2 separate regions of the Rattus norvegicus genome follow, and region 2 is linked to region 1. Evidence: chromatin contacts called from public Hi-C data. All regions are on one chromosome and are shown on one strand. The core of a region is the stretch at or near the end of the contact, and the rest is flanking DNA. Distances in the headings are between cores, read along the strand shown.

What was found. A called contact is a pair of places that touch in the nucleus more often than the background predicts.
Region 2: a Hi-C map of frontal cortex shows a contact between it and region 1, with 1.9 times the contacts expected there. The contact joins two enhancer-like sites.

Annotation. Positions count from the first base shown.
Region 1 is chr3:146,290,868-146,294,644 of GRCr8, reverse strand. No RefSeq gene overlaps it. Among named protein-coding and RNA genes, the nearest start is that of Btbd3, 230 kb to the right of the region's middle. Within about 2 kb of position 2,169, at least 10 of the 93 cell types and tissues checked have an H3K27ac peak or open chromatin away from gene starts, as enhancers often do.
Region 2 is chr3:147,238,604-147,242,380 of GRCr8, reverse strand. No RefSeq gene overlaps it. Among named protein-coding and RNA genes, the nearest start is that of Sptlc3, 61 kb to the left of the region's middle. Within about 2 kb of position 1,635, at least 5 of the 93 cell types and tissues checked have an H3K27ac peak or open chromatin away from gene starts, as enhancers often do.

The DNA of each region.
Region 1 (3,777 bases), core at 920-3,419:
AATTATATCCAAGGGCTATGGTAGGTGATTTGCTCAATAGTTTTTCTCTAGGTTTCTAGATCTGCAAACCCAAACTTTAATTACCTGCATTATAATACCTTATATCTATAGCAGTTTCCTTCAAAGTTAATTCTTTGTGTTTGTGGTACCTGGCTACTTTGGGTACAGTCCCAAGGTCACATCTCAAAAGAGGATTCAAGGGCAATGACTGACCACAAGTACGAAAGCTCAGAATCTTGGTTCCCAAAAAGAAAGCTACGTAGTATCATATGTGTTTCACACAGTCTAAAATGTTAAAGCCAGAACTGGAATATGGCCTAAAATCATACCTTCCTTCCTTTCGTCTTTGTCACTGATTTCCTATATACCTTTACTGGTTTCTCCTCAGAGCCCAGTTTGAATCAAGTGCCTTTGGTCAAATCCTCATGGTGGTTTCTGTCCTTCTTTGAAACAGCCTTCACATAGCCTCTGCACCAACACAAGTGGGAGAGATTACATCAAGGTGAATGCTATGCTTGCATTGATTGCCCTGGTATTTTATAATTTGTAGTAGAACTCTAGAAGACACATTGATAACAATGATGAGGGATTATTTTAACCCTTCCACCGTGTGATTTTATAACCCTAGGCAAAACCATAAGCCTGAGCTTAAGTTTCTTCTACACTTTGTGAAAAGCAGACTCACAGTGATCTCCTGGGAACTTTTCCTAGTCTAAGATAATATGTTAAATGCATGCATGGTGTGGGGGAATTATGAATAAATGTATATGCTATCAAGATACAAAGCAAATGCCCTGGACATTGGAATATGAAAGGCTTCTGAATTATTTCTGTAGAAGGTAGTCTTCATTTAATTATTATTGTATACTACTTGAAGCAAAATTTGACAATCAAAAGCTCAAAAATCAGTAGGGTAGAGATATCATTCTAATCATCTATGAGTAAGTTTTAAGGGAGACAACTGAACCAATGAAAGAAAAGGAGAATGACTCCAATGATAACTAACCTAAGAAATGTCTGTTCTCTGGGTGAAAAAGGTAGAAGCTGAGAAGGTCCATGCTCAAACCTGCAAGATCATGTTTGTTACTGAGTCACCGGCTATGGACCTGTTCAGTAATTCCTGCTACCGAGAAGCCAGAATGTATCAACATTCCAGAAAGGGGCAACTATTGCTGGAAATATGACAGACGCTCAGAACTTCACAGCATTGCCTTAAAAGTCATTACAGTTGGACAACTGGATTTAAAATTAGCTATAAAGCATTAGTGACATATTAGAGTTTCAGATTTCCAACTCTATGGATAGAGAAGATACCAGAAGATCACAGAGATGCAAAGAGCAGTTGGTCAAGTTCACAACACAGTATGTCATGGCACAGAACCAAGTCAGGGAGTATGAAATTCAGGTCAACACCTTTCCTGTGCCAGGCAAGCTAGCTCCCTTTAAGTTTGGTTCCCACGAGTGAAAGGTAAGACAATAATTATATACATCTCATGGATGAAAAATAAATGGGCACCTTTGGGATCTTTTATCATAATATATGCATCTAATAAAGACACATTCCCTTTGTCCAAACTTGTCTACCAAACTTAAATAACAAAATGCTGTCAACAAGTTCCCTGACTAGCCCGCTCTGTTTCTTTCCCCTCGACCTTCTTACCCCAATGCTGGTTCTGTTCCAGTTTCTCATGTGGCAACTCCACTTCCCTGAAATAACTATCAATTTTTACATTTTTTTCTACTTTAGTCTTTGCCCTTTTACTGAGAGAACATTCTGCCTGTTATTCACAACTCAATGCTCATTGGCTGTGAATATGAGAACCCCCTATCATCTCTCTATCCCTCTCAAGTCCAAACAGCTCAATTAGATATTCATATTAATACTAGAGAAAAATCTCTAACATCTATTCTGTAGATCCTTCATTTACTTTAGTTTATGTGGAAATTATGACGTAGTTAATTTCTCCTATTTCTAGCCAGTTTTTCCATACAAGCTGACTTTGTGAAGAAAACAACAAAGCCTTTACATCCACAGGCAATTTTGTTCCTAACTAAAATTAGTGCAGCTGCTGCTATACTATTTTAGGGAACACAGGACATGTGCCTCTCCTCAGTCGTACCAGCTTGTCCAGCTATGAAGCAGCATACGTTATGGAATATGTATGTTTAGTATCAAACTCCAACACCACAAGGCTGCAGCTTCTGCTCATTTACCACAGAGTTGCAAGTGTGTGATTGGTGAGCACAGAAGCTGGTAGGAAGGATAAACATAATTTTTATATGAAAAAATATGTAAGAGAGCAAAAAGTCCAAAACAGGGATTGTCTGTTCCAGTTTGCCTTCCATGGTTGTGACAAAAGCAGCAGGGAGAAAGGGGAGAAGCTAGTTTACATCAGAGCTACAATCCATCTCGAAGCTAAGTCAAGTACCCGAGGCAGGGACCTAGATTCAGGATCTTGCAAAGATTATGGGAGAATGTTTCATGCAGTTTCCTCAGACTGCTTTCTTATATAACCCAGAAGTTATGTGCCCAAGGGTTAGCAGAGACTCTCACAGCAATCATTAAGAAAAATGCCTCAAAGACTTGCCTACAGGCCAGTCTGATGGAGTCATTTTCTCAATTGAGGTCCCCTCTTGCCAGATGAGCCTCCCTTGCATTAAGATCACAAGAAACTAACCACCAAGTCCTGAGAGGGGACACTCAACAAGTGAGGATGCTCTCAAGGAGAACCCATCCAGGATAGGAAAAGCAGATGACAGTAAGGGAAGACAAAGGTCATTTCAGAAGTCGACTTCCAACTCGGCCTCTCAAGAGCTGTATAACGAGAATGGCACCAAGATCCATTCTCATGGAAAGCTGACTGCAGAAGAAGGCTCGGTCTGGAGATGTCTGTACTGGTGCAGTTCCAGGAGGCAGATATCAACCCTCTCAAGAGAAGGAGCAGCAGCAGGCAATGAGCAATGGTTGGGGCCAAAGGTCTCACCCAGATTTTAGTATATTTGTGTAAGACAATTTTCCTCAACTCGTCTGAAAAATAAATAACAGAAGCAATGGAATATGGGAGAGAAAAATGAAGGGTTTCATATCGAGCCAGCACCTCTTCATTTGTTCATCTTTCCAGCACTAAAGATGGCATTTCAGCAAAATAAGTGTTCAGTAAGTACATACAGTAAGTAGAAATTTCTTGGACATGGAGTAACCTACCAAAAACAATTATTAAATTTAAAATCAGGGCACATTTATAGCAGATGGAGATTTTGATTGTCAGGATATTAAAAATTGAATCAAATCTAGCAGCTCACTGTATCTCATCTGTTGCTTTGTTTTATCGTCTCCAGCCATCAATAGTTAAAAAAGTAAAATAAAAACTGAAAATAAACAAGCAAACAGACAAACAAAACCAAGAAACTATGGAAAAGAAGAAGAAAACAACTGGATTTGCTGAAGAAGGAAGGGTAGATATGGAACAGCGTTGAACCCCAGCACTTGAGAGGCTAAAGTATAATGAGTGAGAGTTCAAAGCCAGCCTAGGTTATATAGGGATAATGAGTCACACACACACACACACACACACACACACACACACACACACACACACACACACACACGCGCGCGCGCGCGCGCGCGCAAGCCAGCAACTTTGAAACCATAGGAACTTTCCCTTGCCTTACAGCTTGCCCTGGTGCTGATGGCATTCTCACATCACTGGGACCCTTTTGAAAGCATGGATCTCATATGCTATAACATCGATGTCAACCTTGATTGACATTGATGTC
Region 2 (3,777 bases), core at 386-2,885, 950 kb before region 1:
AGATAACCAGGCTATTAAACAACACCCACTCACAGCCTTCTTGGATAGAAACAGACATGCGTATGTCTTCATATGAAGAGACACCTGCGTGTTTAACAATTCTGGTTTCTCTAATGTTTATCTGTGAGCATGTGGACCTCCTGTCTTCTGTAGTTGTTATCTATCAGTTTTCAGTTAAAGCTGAAGGTCAAAATGGGGCCAGTGTTTCTTTAAGACCATTAGGTGGGTATGTTATGGCCTATGTACATTGGAATTGAATAGGCTTGAATAACTTTGGAAGCCTTTCTGTGGTGGTTTGAATAGGTATGGCACTAATAGATTTAAGTGTTTGATTGCTTGGTCCATGGTATCTGGCACTATTAGTAGGTGTGGCCTTGTTGGAGGAGGTGTGTCACTGTGGAGGTGGACTTTGAGATCTGCTGTGCTCAAGCTGGGTCTAGTGTATAGGACAGTCCTCTTCTGCTGCTTTTAGATCAATATGTAGAACTCTTGGCTCCTCCCTCACCATGTCTGCCTGCAAGCTGCTTCCGTGCTTCCTGCCATGATGCTAATGGACAAGACCTCTGAAACTGTAAGCCAGCCCCAGTTAAATGTTTTCCTTTTCACAGCAATGAAACCCTAACTAAGTACGACACTCTTTTTTTCTGCCTATGACCCTTGTCACAATGACATTAGTTAGGGAGTAGTGTTGCTGCAAGGTCAGAGGATTAGAAAATGGTAGAGAGGTGGACCTTGTTATCAGAATGCCATTGCTCTGGTCTTAAGATTTCTTATGAAAGCAAATTTTGTGATAAGGTGTGATAAGGTGTGTTGACAGGAGTATGGAGGTGGTTCTTGTGCAACTCTATCCTGCTCTTGAATAAAGAAAAAAATCACTGAGAGTCTGATAGAGGATCCTTCCAAAGGTTGTTACTATGCTGTGGTAAAGAAGTTTAATTTTGGACCACAGCAAGAGTGACCACATGAGCCAGAACCTCATAACAGTCATGAAAGGATTCCACCGTAAAGAAAGATTTATAGCAGCATCTAGAAATGGTACGGGCTACAATTGGAAAAGATAACTAATGGGCTCTGCTTATAATGTTGGGTACAGATGTCAGTGGCTTCTTAAAGCAAATAGGTGTTTCACAGATTGCCATCAAACACTCTGAATGCTGGTTTGAAAGTGTCACATTTCAACATCTTTCTAGATGGGACACCACGGAATCCACTACAATGATTGACACATTTTGTTTCTTGGATAAATATGTTTATCTTTGTGAAAGTTCACATAACTGTACGTTCATGATGCATACATACTTGTGCATGTGTATTATACTTAAAAAAATCTACACAAATCATCTCTACCCCACAAATGAAATCACACAACACACACACACATACACACACACACACACACACACACACACACACAGCAGGTGGGTGGTTGTGAGAAATCAAAAGACAGTTATAGAAAAATAAAAAAGTTATCATTTTCTCAGCACATTTAAGAAGATTGTTACTAAAATTGTAGACTTGCTTCATGTGATTTCATAAAAAATATGAGTAATAAAAGTAATCTTAGAGCTCAAGTGTGCAAAGACAGTGATGCCAGAAGGAGATCTGGGGCGTATCCTCTAACTTTAGAACCACGTTACATAATGTCTCTAGATTACATAGTGAGCAGTAAGCACTTAGGAACACATTGAGAAATCATTGTACATGCATTCTGCTTTTCCTGAGAAGCTATTTTTCCAGACAAGTTATTTTTGATAACATCACATATTTTGTAATATTCTGAGAGATCTTCAGCCATCTTTAACTTGAGTAGTCCCTAATCCTAGGTTTAACTTTTCCTGAAAGATCCTAAGGTATTTCATCAAGGTATTGTGGAAAGCACACTTAATTAGAGCAAGGAGGATGCAGGTTAGAGACTGTTTTCTCTTAATGTTTAAAGAAACCTAGGAAAATTGTACAACTCTTTGGACCATGGCAGGAAAAACTGGCTCTGACTCCCCAGGAAAGTCAGACTTTGGAGGTTCAGGGCAAGCCCTACACAAGACTTCAGTCACTTCAGATAAAAGCTGCGTGCTTCAGTGATCCCAGGGAACCTGTATTGTTGGGCAGTTGGCTTTAACTTTGGAGGTTCCATTTATTTACCTAAGGTTTGACAATTTATTAGAATACTTCCCAGGATTTAGTAAAACATTCTGTTCACTACTGTAGTATAGTTATAAAGGGCACAGAGGAGGAACAGTTAAATAGCAAGATGCTCAGAGCTATGTCTAAGCAAACCAAGTAGGCCACTTAAAATTCCTCAGGACAATAATCCTCATCTCATTGATATGTTCTCATCATCTAAGAATCCTCAGCTGAGCTCAGTTAGTTTTTAACTGGGGCTTCACTTTGTAGGCATAATTCATTGACTGACCATTACTTACAATTGAGCTTGAACTCCACACATTCTCCCCTTCCAAGAGATTTACTTGGTACTGTGTCATAACCCCCCAGATCTATGTTTTAAGAAATTCCAGATTGTTTTTTTTAACCATTCTCTTCAGAGCAAAGAGCAGACACGTTTTTTATGAGCAATAGGCTGTTTGCCTATCTAATGGCGGTGTGAAGAATCTACAACATGAAGAAATGCTTTACACGATTTTAGGTTTATAATGAGAAATGAGAAAGATAAGCCTGCAACCTGAATGAGGCTACATCATCAGAGTAGGCAAAAGCTTTCCCCAGAATGTTCAACTGTCCTCTGCCAACTGGAGTTGAATAGTCTGTCTTCAAAAGAATGGATCCACACAATGTCTCAGTAGTGGGCATGGCTCCGTGAAACCTGAGGGTCTGGGCAACATTTTTTTTTCTGCTTGTTCATGCTGTTTCTGCAGAACTCTAAGCAGACAGCGCCAGTGCTTTGCCCATCCCCATCTCTATACACACTGATATCCTGAATGGTGCTGTATCCCCATCTCTATACACACTGATATCCTGAATGGTGCTGTACCTGAGTGAGGATAAACAGATGTGGGAGGAAAACACCTCTTACCCCTGATAGGTGAGAATTTAAAAAAAAACATCTAACAGTATTATTAACTATGTTTATAGTCAGGCCTATTTCTTAATTTACTTGTGACCTAAGTACAGTAAGAATTCTGTTGACTTTCTTTAATCTAAGTTTTATCAGCCTGAAAATCTGTATAATGTACCTCACAAATATAATCTCATTAAAGTTCTTTAGATAAAACAAGTCTATCAAAACATTTTCACTTAATCTCTCTTAACAACATAACTTCAAAAGTTATCAAGATCATACACTGTTATTGACATTTAAATGTTAAATCTCTGGAGAAGAACATATGACCACCATTCTTGGGTATATATAACTATCATTTTATCACTTATTATTATATGTTATTTATCACTTATTATTTATCATTTATTAGTCTCTTTATGCCTTTGTTATCTTGCCTAAATTCATATTAAAATATGTCGTTGATGAGCTTGACATTGCTTCATACTGACACAAGCTGAAATTCTTTTCTGTAGAGTTAATTTATGAATCCCAACTCTTCTGGTTTATAAATTAGCAGGTTGTTATGTCTCCCTTTTCATGTCTGATTTTGTTTACTTGGGTACTGTGTCCTTTAGTTAGTTTGGCTGGGGATTTATCTAGCTTGCTTTTGGCTCTGTGGATTCTTTTTATTGTTCTCTTTGTTTCTATTTGGTTGATTTCAGTCCCGAGTTTCCTGCAGTCTCATTTTCTTGGGTGTGTTAGCTTCTTTTTGTTCCAGGGCT